Regions from separate parts of the Oryctolagus cuniculus genome. Here region 1 is linked to region 2. Evidence: chromatin contacts called from public Micro-C data. All regions are on one chromosome and are shown on one strand. The core of a region is the stretch at or near the end of the contact, and the rest is flanking DNA. Distances in the headings are between cores, read along the strand shown.

Region 1 (5,277 bases), core at 2,453-4,952, 220 kb before region 2:
CGGCCTGCGGAAGTCTTTCCATCTCCAAGAGTGTCTAACCTCCAGAGCTACATTATCATGGGGGAAAACCATGGAATATGAGCTGTGAGAAGGTGGCGGTAGCAGAGGGCCTGGGATCTGGTCAAGCATCCTGTCTCCTTAGTGACAGAAGACAGACTCAGTCATCTGAGAAAAGGAGTGGTATTTCCATTCTAGATTGAATACAGTCAAATTATTTAATATTTTATTTCTTGCAGAGGACCTTGTCAGATGGCAAGAATATCCATATAAGGCAATACAATGTGCTGAGTTTTACTACTAACTATAAGAAGCACTTGTAAATATTTTAGTATTAGAAAAAAAGCAGGGACAACTTAGCCACCTCAATAAATATTTAATAAGACCCCGTCTTTAATTGAAGCCACTTGAAGGGAACTTTAAGACCTGAGTACTTTATAGAAGGTCATACTTATCTAAACATTCAATCTACGCACAGTTTTCCCTAAAGATCATGAGTTTCTAAACAGCTACTCTTCCCTGGAAACTTCAAATTATACTCAGTAATAATCAGCAAAATACACTACAGGGGAACCAACTGTTTTGTTTCATTCTGAGTTTTCAACTTCATCTGCTATTCTCATCTGTTACAGATTAGCAGCAACGAAATATCTCCTATTTATTTTCCCAATGTACTAAGAAAGGCTAAAAAGAGTAATTTACGGAAGTTACAAGGAGACCTTAAAGTGCAAACATGCCCTCTAATGAGATCCCATACTGACATGAGGGTAAATAAAGCATAGGGGAATATCAGCCATCCAGGCAACCTCTGCTATTATGCTAATCACACTGTGCATGACTCAACGTGCCACGTGGTATTGTAATTGTCTGCTAATGCGGCTGCCTCCTCTCTAGCATGTGAGCTCTTTGCACAGCCCATGTCATGATTACCCTAGGATCACTGGAGTGCAGTGTCGGTCAGAGAATATCTGAAGCAACACCGCAGCCTGTTTTGTCTGAAAAGGTAAAACTGACATTTCGTCAATGGCAGGAAGCATCAGTCATGAAGGAGAAACACCTTACGTGATGTCATGTTATTAAATATGCTCTTTGAGTGTCAGAGTAGTATGGCATTCGATTCCGATATATCCCAGCTGTCCATAGCTGTATACAAGTGGCAATCATTAACTCGAATTTGGATCAGTGTGTGCTCAAGCGTGGCCCATCTGTATCAGATATGCTTTTAAGGAGTCTGGGAAAATGCAGATTTCTCCCTGCTGCTTCCAGGCTCGATTCACTGAAATCTAGGAAAGAAGGGCAGCAGGAAAGACTTGATTTTAAAAGTAAGCTCTGCAGGTCACTCTCGCGCACCTCGAAAGCAGTGACCTTTCTGTGCAATACAAGTGGTGAGCAGGAATTTCCTTAAGTGGTATCAAAGCTTTTCTTTACTCATCCACTCTCAGTTCCGGTTCCAGTCTCTTGGTGCTCTTACACAGAATGGAAGAAAGCACCGGTTCTGTGACTCACACACACAGAGTGCCAAGGCTCTGCTCCTTTCCTGCTGCAGGCAGCATCATGGGCAGGGGCAACAGCTACCAGCAGGAGAGCTAAGGGAATCCTGGTCACAGATACAGAGAGGGGTCTGGAGAAACAATTACATGTAGGAGCAGGAAGGTTTTCTGCATAAATGCTTTACATTCACAAGGGATCCTTAATGAAGAAACCCACACTACAGACAGGCATGTGCTAGAAGTGAAGGCTGTTGGGGAAGCAAATTAAACCCTAAGAGCTAGGGAAACGCTGTGGCCGTGAACGGGCACAGGGGTGACTGTGCAGTAATGCAAAGAAACGAAAGGAGGGATTCTGCATTCCAGAAGGCAAATTCCACTTATTCCTGGATTTATTCCCGATATGTTCATTAATAATGACAAACAATGCAAAATTCTGATTTTCCTTTCGCTTTTTAAACTGCCGAAACAATGTATTAGCTGTATAAAGTCCCATTTTCTTCTTGAATAATCATTATCAAGTTGCTACTACAGAGGTCAGTCATAGTCAGTAATCTTTCTTGCCTGAGATACAACTTGCATAAGACCTTTAAAAACTGATGTCATTATAAGAAAAAAGAAGCACCCAACTTTATAGTTAGACACTAAATCAAGACTCCAAAAGGTGTCTATTAACACTGGTCTCTGGGGAGCTTCAAGCATGAGAACCTTCTCGCGACATTCATGCAGAAAAATTTCAGATCTCTCCATAAACCACATTTTGCTTCCTTGGATCATTAGAAAAGGAAGTCTCTGCACATCTCCATCAAGTTGCCATTACAGTGCCCTCACCAGTGCAGTGAGAGAAAGACAATGCTGCTTTATCTCACAGTAAATAAATACCTGTAGGAACCACTCCACATATAAACATTTTTTTCCAGCCTAATTAAAACATAAATATTTAGTGCAATATTTGTGGCATCATTTATAACAATGAAATTCCTTTTTGTCTAGATTTTTGTCAGTTCATAAACAAACCATATTAAGCACTTTCTACATCATTTTCAGGACTAACACCTTTGATAATTTCCTTAAGTGAAGCATTTCAGGACTCAAATGTACTGCAGCTGACATTGAAATATGATCTTAGGAGCCACAAAGGTAGTTTAAAAAAAAATCATAAAATGTCCTCGGGCAACTCTGCAACTTTCTCCGGGCCTCGGTTTCCCTGTTGTGAAAGAGGTAGACTCAGTCATCACGGGGTGACCTGAACATTCCAGGACACTTGATTCTCTTACAACAAGCTCCTTTGTTTAAAATGATCTTTTCCTGCTTTCCTACAACTGCTCACCACACCTCCCGTACACATTATAATCATTAATGAGCAAAACCAGAGCCTTCAACTCAATCATTCTTACACACCACGTTTTGTTTTGTTTTTGCAGTGTCATTTGTGTAACCAGTCCACTTATTGTGAAGTATGTACAGCTAGAAAAATCTCCGCCTGGTTCCAAACTCTGGAAGAGAGGGATCCTAAAAAAACATTTTAAAAAGGTCATCAGCCTGCCAACATCCTTTAAAATAGCCTTAGTGGAAACCCTGATTGAGTTCTCTAAACCTCAATATATTCCTCAGGCTATTCTTTCCTTTAGATTTCAGAGGTATTTTCTTACAGGTATTTCCATCCAAAGGAAGATAGAACTGAGCACAGTGACCCAGGGAAACAGATAAGAAATGGGGCAGAAATGTCAGCAGAGGAGTAGAACATTAGTGAAGTGTAAGAACAGTAAGGACACAAGGGACTGTCCCCAGTCTGCAGCCCCGTACCAGAAGATGCCAAGTGCTGGCCAAGTTACAGGGCTTTCTACTGTCCGGAAAAACCTTCGCACAGAACAGAGCAAAAACAAAACCGACAGGGAAGAATGCTACCTTTGCAGAGGCATGATTTCGCAAGCCATTCTTGCATGGAAATGTGCAGGAGAGGCTCACAGCTGTCTCGTCCCCGGCCAGACCAGCTGGGCTGCCTGTGCAGAGACCGTCTTCTCCCAGTGGCTAAGTGGGCTTGGGCGCCAGGCTGCACCTCTCGGCTGGAGGCTGGAGGAAGGACTCGCTCTGCAGTGTGCAGTGCGGTGCCGCTCTCAGCCTCCAAACTCTCCCGGGAAATGCTGTTTTATCGGCTGCCTCTCTACATGTACACTGCAGTCCACTTTGACCTTTTGTTCCAGGGAAGCAGCTGAATCGCCCAGCCAATCAGAGGGGCAGCTGCTGCAGAGCTAAAGCGCTCCTCCTCCCCTCCTCCTCTGCCTCCTCCTCCTGCCGCTCCTGCCGCCGCTGCTCCTGCTCCTCAGTGGGCTTGCCTCGTTCTAGTAACTTGAAACTTTCCTCTGAGCAGTTCCCCAGACAAGCCTGTCAGACAACCAATAACTGGAGCGAGAAGGCAGAATCCTCTGCTTCTCCCCACCGCGGAGGCTGCCAGCAAGGAAACCCATTTGTCAAGGGAAGACGTTGCCTCTGAAACCAAAGCTTTCTGTAGCAGAAGGCAAGGGCTCTGCCATGTTGCCTTTCTTCCTTAGAAAAGCCAAGTGCAAAAAAGCAAAATTCGCTAGCCTTGGAAGGCACGAGACTTTTCTAGAAGGAAGGCATGCTCCCAGACCCTGGCCCTACCCACATTATTTCCTGCTGATGTTTGTTTACACTGCGGTGGTGGTGACTAGTCACCACTGTGACATCATCCAGGGCGCAGGGCTGACACTTCTGGGGAGCACTGTGCCTGGGGGACCTGCCCAAGTTCTCAAGGGCTCCGAGTCTCCTCTTAGGGAAGTTAGTTTCCCTTGTTATTCTGCCTTTTGTTCTTAACGAAATTGAATGTGTTCCTTTACACATTTTCCTTCATGGATATCAAGTACATTCTGAGGTTGTTTTTTGTTTTTGCATAGGTAACACAAAATCAGTTTTCCCCTAAGGTCTTCTAAATGCTTGTTAAATGGTCCCCATTGTCCCTGTAACCTCGTCCTCAGTAATGAAAGACGAAGGTGATTTTTTGGGAAGACAATCGCCAATCTACAGATCTCATACGCATACGCGGCAAGGAGCATCTCAGAAACACGTTCACAGCAGATTCTTTCCTGCCTTGAGAGTTCTCAAGCTCCGGCACCGCCCAGAGAATCACTTCTGTAGGTGAAAGGCCACAGAGCCCGGAGTCCATGGCGTTCAGAAGCAAGGGGGCTTGCGTGTCTTCCTCACCTGTGGTCTTTCCCAGATTTTTTTCTATGGACCTCACATAATGATGAATGTAGAACACAAGGCTCTGTTGGAAGATGTTCATGTCCCTGTGCTAAATCTGCTAAGGAGAATATTCTCCTTATCTAAGTCATCTATCACGTCCATGAAAACAGCTGAATCATCCCGAAACCATGTCCAGACTGTGATAGGCTATCAATAGCCAGAAGCAGCCTCTTACAACAACAGGGGTTAAGTCCAGAATGTATAATTGAAACTGTCCATATTCCTCTTTTGAGTCTAGATTGCCAATTCTAATTTGATTCTCTACTCACAATACGTTGGCTCTGTATGCTTACGTAGGTTTTATTTTTTGAAATGCCTTTAAACCTTGCTTAATACATTCAATTGAACAACCATTTACATCCAACACATGAAATGAAATGACAACTCACAGTCACTTCTCATTTCAAGGTTATCTGCTGGTAAATTAAGTCTTCCTATTAACAGTCTTCTAACATGCCACATTAGAGTTAGAATGTCAACAGTCTTTTCTTAAATCCGCTAATGATCTAACTCAATAATAACATGCCTT
Region 2 (5,427 bases), core at 2,781-5,280:
CCTTGGGATGAAAAGCAAGCACACCAGTGAGCTTTCAGTCTCAAAGAAAGGTCACGACTCATCTACAATTTAATTAGTTAATATTTTCCAAAGAGCATTTAACATCTCATTCTCATTCCTTCTACAGCAGTCAGGAAAGAACCTCATTGACTCAACAGCACCAGGGCTTTGGATACGATGTTAGCAAAGTGTGCAAAGCTTCCACCCAAGGCTATTTCCTGATCAGTTTAGTATCATTTTAGGTAGGAGAGGGGAGGCCTTAGCTTTATAAAAAAATACAAGATGGACTGGTTACAGAAAGCCCAGGAATATTTCGAAGCTTATTTTAACATTTAAAGGTTACATTTTTAAAAGCTTAGATTTTACTGAAAAAATTGTTTTGGGGGCAGCTGTTTGGCACAGTGTTTAAGATACCACTTTGTGGAGGGGAGGCGCGGGGGCGGGGGGTGGGTATTGTGGCCCAGGGGTTTAAGCTGCCACACTTGGGATGTGGGCATCCTGTACTGGAGTGGCTGGTTCGAGTCCCAGCTACTCTGCTCTGATCCGGCTCCCTGCTAACGCACGTGGGAAGGCTGCAGAAAGTGGCCCAAACGCAGGACATCCAGATGGAGCTCCTGTCTCCCGGCGTTGGCCCGACCCAGCCCTGGCCATTGTGGCCATTTGGGGAGTGAACCAGCGGATAGAAGATTCTCTGTCTCTCCGCCCTTCAGAGAAATAAAATATTTAACAATAAATAAGCAAACCCCCACGAGGACACGGCCCGCTGACCCTGGAAGAGCCGAAGCAGGCGCAGCTGCACGGCCGAGGTGATCACGCCTTCGGGCAGCTCCCGCAGGAAGAGCTTCAGCAGGCTGGCCGCCACGCACACGTCGCCGTCTCTCCCCAGCTCCACGGGCGCGCCGCTCTCGAACCTCAGCCGGAGCCGCTGCACCGCCTTCACGTTGCCGTTCACCCTGAAAAGGCCTTCCTGGGTGAGTCCTGAGACAGCAGAGGGGACACAGAAAAGAGCTCAAGGTTTCCAGCAAACGACTGTGAAACTGTAAAGGACAAGACCCAGAAGTGAGTAGGAGTCTCTGAATGTTATAATGACAAATCCTGGGGAGATTTTCATATTTTATAAAAGCGTTTCCTTAGACTGATGCATTTCCCTACCTGGTACACATCAACTAAAAAAGATCATACATGATTGCCACACGAGGGCCAGTGCTGTGGTGCAGTGGGCTAACGCCCTGGTCTGAAGTGCTGGCATCCCATATGGGCACCAGTTCAAGACCTGAATGCTTCACTTCTGATCCAGCTCTCTGCTATGGCCTGAGAAAGCAGCAGAGGATGGCCCAAGTCCTTGGGACCCTGCACTTGTGTGGGAGACCCAGAAGAAGCTCCTGGCTTCAGATAGGCGCAGCTCTGGCCATTGCAATCAACTGGGGAGTGAACCAGTGGATGGAAGACCTCTCTCTCTCTCTCTCTGCCTCTCCTCTCTGTATAATTCTGACTTTTAGATAAATAAATAAATCTTAAAAAAAAAAAGATTGCCACACAAACTGGCAATACACAAGTGTAAAAAATATAGAAGTACTCAAAGACAGCACAAACCCAAACTTGTCTTAGGTCCAATAGTACACCTGCTGTATGTTTTAAAAACTGATGTGTATGGAAGAATCTTCCGTATTGCTGCACTTCTTTGGTAATCAAACTCAAAGTTCCAGACTCTACGAGATAAAGAACTGGTGAAAGACAAGTTCCTTCCCTCAGTCAGCTAATAAGGCTGTCACTCAGCGGAGACCAGCAGAGAAGGCTTCGCCAAGGAGGCAAATGTGACCTTTGGCTGAAGCATGAGAAAACGGACGGGCCAGGGCCCAGGTCAGGGGAAACTGATGAGCTCAGGCATCAGGGCCTACTCTGCTTTGAATGTTTGCCTTCTCCAAAACTCTTGTTGTAATTTTTTTAATTAGTTAATTAATTTGAAAGGTAGAAAGAGACAGAAAGAGAGAGAGATCTTCCATGTGTCAGCTCACTCCCCCAAACGCCTGTAACAGCCAGGGCTGGACAAGGCCAAGACCAGGAGGCCAGGGCTCAGTTCAGGCCTGGCTATCTGAGAGGGGTAATTTATGATGATTAGAAGTGTAAATGCTCACAACTCTGGAGGCTGGGAAGTCCAGTATCAGCCAAGGTGCGAGCGTCTTCCCAGGGCCTTTTGGTTGCCTTATCATGCAGAAGGTAAGAGGTAGGGAGAGAGAGTGAAGGGGGCAAATTCTCCATTTTTATAGCAACCTGCTCTGACAATAATGGCATGAAATCCAATCATGAGAGCAGAGTCCCCTTGACCTAATCACCTCCCAATGTCACCAGGACATCTGTATTCCGTATCAGAGTGACTGGGACTGAGCCTTGGCTCTGCTTCTGACCCAGCTTCTTGCTAATGTGTACCCTGGGTGGCAGTGATACTCGGATTAAGCACTTGGGTCTCCCAACAGACAAAGGAGACCCAGATGGAGTTCCAAGATCCTGGCTTCAGCCTGGCCCAGCCTTGGCTGTTGCAGGCATTTGGGTAGTGAGTTAGCAGATGGAAGATCTCTTCCTCTCTCTCCCATTTAAAGAAATAAAAATAAGTAATACAAATTTTAAGTATCAATCAGTAGAAAAAAAAACTCAAACACTATCATTACCCTTTGGAACCTGCAGCCTGGTGAGATAGTTGTGTTCTTCCCTACGTATGCATGATTCGGCCATGAGAACATCAATATCACAATTGACATGGATTTTTTAGCTTCAATTCTAAGAAAAACCGTGATACCAAGCATGGTATTAAAAACATTTAACAATCAATATGGCCAGGACACCATCTAATCAGAAGAGATACCAGTCATTGCGTGTGGTGGGCAGGTTCCAAAATCGACTCTCTGATCCCCACCTCTTAGCACCATCTGTAATCCACTGCACTCAAGTGTGGGCTACACCTAGTGTGTGGCTCCTCCCGACAGAATACAGCAAATGTCACTGGATGTCACATCTCCGATTAGGTTAAAATGACTGCAGTGATGCATCTTGCTGGTTCTCTCTCTGATAAAGCAACTATTTGTATTGTCAATGACCCTATGGAAAGTTCCAGAGGGAAGGAACTGAGGGTCGCCTCTGGTGAATGACCAGTGAATAAGTGAGAGCCTCAGGCCAACACCCACAGGGAACCGAACCCTGACAACTGCCATATGAATGCGCATGAAAGAGAATCTCCCACATCTGTCCTGATGGGACTACACCACGAACACAGCCTTGGAAGAGACCCAAAGACAGAAACCATGGCTAAGCTGTGCCCAGATTACTGACTCGCAGAAATTATGGAATAATAAAATTGACATTTTCGTCTACTATTTGGCACCAGGCAGGGAGTAATTTAGTTATGCAGCAATGGACAACAAATACACACCATTCCCTTAAACCTATAGACCATTGGGTACAATGTGACACTCAGCTTAATCATTTAAAGTCTTCATGATCTGTTTGCTCCATTCCACAAAGGTTTATTTGTTATTTATTTATTTTATTTATTTTATTTTTGACAGGCAGAGTGGACAGTGAGAGAGAGAGACAGAGAGAAAGGTCTTCTGTTGGTTCACTCCCCAAATGGCCACTATGGCCGGTGCTGTGCCGATCTGAAGCCAGGAGCCAGGTGCTTCTCCTGGTCTCCCATGGGGTGCAGGGCCCAAGCACTTGGGCCATCCTCCACTGCACTCCCTGGCCACAGCAGAGAGCTGGCCTGGAAGAGGGGCAACCGGGACAGAATCTGGCCCCCGACCGGGACTAGAACCCTGTGTGCCAGCGCCCCTAGTTGGAAGATTAGCCTAGTGAGCCACAGCGCTGGCCATACTTATTTATTTTAATATGAAAGGCACAGACACAGGGAGATCCTCCATCCACTGGTTCACTCCCCGAATGACTCTACCAGCCAGGTCTGGGCCAGGCTGCAGCCAGGAGCCAAGAACTCCATCCGGGTCTCCCAGTGGGGAGCAGAGACCCGAGGACGTGAGCCATGATCTGCTGCCTCCCAGGAGGCACATTAGCAGGAAGCTGAATGAGAAGAGAGCACCCAGGACTTGAACTAGGCAGTCAACGTTATGGATCAGGATGTGGGTGTCCCAAGCAGTGGCTTGACCACTGAGCCCAAAGCCCGCCTCAGAGGTTTGCCTTTAACTCAAACACAGGCTGGCATCACAGAGGGAGCACACCAGCCCTGGCCCAAGCCCAAGTCTTGAGAATCGAGAATTCTCTGTCCTGCTCCTGTGCTTACCCAGCCCCTGAGCCTAACGCTGCCTTCTGTGTTTGGCCAGCAAATGCGCCTGGGTCTGTCGCTCACACAGTGTTTTTCTAACTGTGACCTTAGGCTTTCTCTCCCAACAGTGTTCTTTTTTTAACCTTTCCTCAAATAAACACACTTCCAGCAATTTCAAAATAGCTGCTCCGCTCCAAGAACAGCCTGTGGTCCTCCAGGCTGCGGATCCCAGCGGGCCACACTGGCAGAGACAAGTCAGGGCTGGAAGTCTCGACGTCAGGGCTTCTCGGACGTTCACTTCTGCCTCCACGCCACTACCAGCACAACTCCCCCCCACCCCCACCCAAAGCAGTGCTCATGACACTCAGGGTTCTCCAACCAGGGGACGCTTATGTGGGCCTATCACCCTGGGAGACAGAATCCACCCAGTTTTAAAAAGTCTCTTGTGATTCTATAATATTTCCATTTCCCATCTAAGGCTGACCAGACTATATAATCTCTGACTTTTCCTACCCTAAAGTTTTAGGAAGTTATGACTGTACCAGCCATGTTCTGAAGATCATGAAATGGCTTCGTGAAATTGCTACCCTCTTCCATTTCTGAGATCCTCTTATCCTTGATTTTGGAAGACACAGTTAATCACCACGAAACCACAACTTAATGAGGGCTTAGAAATGACAGAAAAGTTGTATATCTTCACAGCTATACCACCGATAGCTACTTTTTGGTACAACTGAGATTTTTTATTTCAAAATCGTATGAATAGGGGCCAGCGCTGTGGCAGGTAAAGCTGCCGCCTGCAGTACCAGCATCCCATGTGGATGCTGGTTCAAGTCCTGGCTGCCCCTCTTCTGATCCAGCTCTCTGCTATGGCCTGGGATAGCAGCAGAAGATGGCCCAAGTCCTTGGGCTCTGCACCCACAATGGAGACCCGGAAGAAGCTCCTGGCTCCTGGCTCCTGGCTTGGGATCAGCACAGCTCCAGCTGTTGCGGCCATTTGTAGAGTGAACCAGAGGATGGAAGACCTTTCTCTTTCTCTGCCCCTGCCTCTCTGCAACTCTGACTATCAAATGAATAAATTTAAAAAAAAAATCGTATGAAACTAAATACACCCCAAGTCACCATTTGCCAAATGGCACATTTGGCCCAGCACTTAGACA

What was found. Hi-C and Micro-C count contacts between places; a contact is called where the count stands out from the background.
Region 1: a Micro-C map of ear pinna shows a contact between it and region 2, with 6 times the contacts expected there. The contact joins two enhancer-like sites. A contact is called at or near these places in 6 of 6 Hi-C or Micro-C datasets (ear pinna, embryonic fibroblasts, liver and 3 more).

The regions. Positions count from the first base shown.
Region 1 is chr8:76,822,351-76,827,627 of mOryCun1.1, reverse strand. All of the region lies in intron 7 of FAM13A (family with sequence similarity 13 member A), which reads right to left. Among named protein-coding and RNA genes, the nearest start is that of NAP1L5, 120 kb to the left of the region's middle. Within about 2 kb of position 3,702, at least 8 of the 8 cell types and tissues checked have an H3K27ac peak or open chromatin away from gene starts, as enhancers often do. A contact at or near this core is called in ear pinna, where this site is marked.
Region 2 is chr8:76,603,939-76,609,365 of mOryCun1.1, reverse strand. It overlaps FAM13A (family with sequence similarity 13 member A), which reads right to left. Exons shown (of 24, transcript XM_070047870.1): 3 at 769-978. Among named protein-coding and RNA genes, the nearest start is that of FAM13A, 72 kb to the right of the region's middle. Within about 2 kb of position 4,030, at least 2 of the 8 cell types and tissues checked have an H3K27ac peak or open chromatin away from gene starts, as enhancers often do. A contact at or near this core is called in ear pinna, where this site is marked.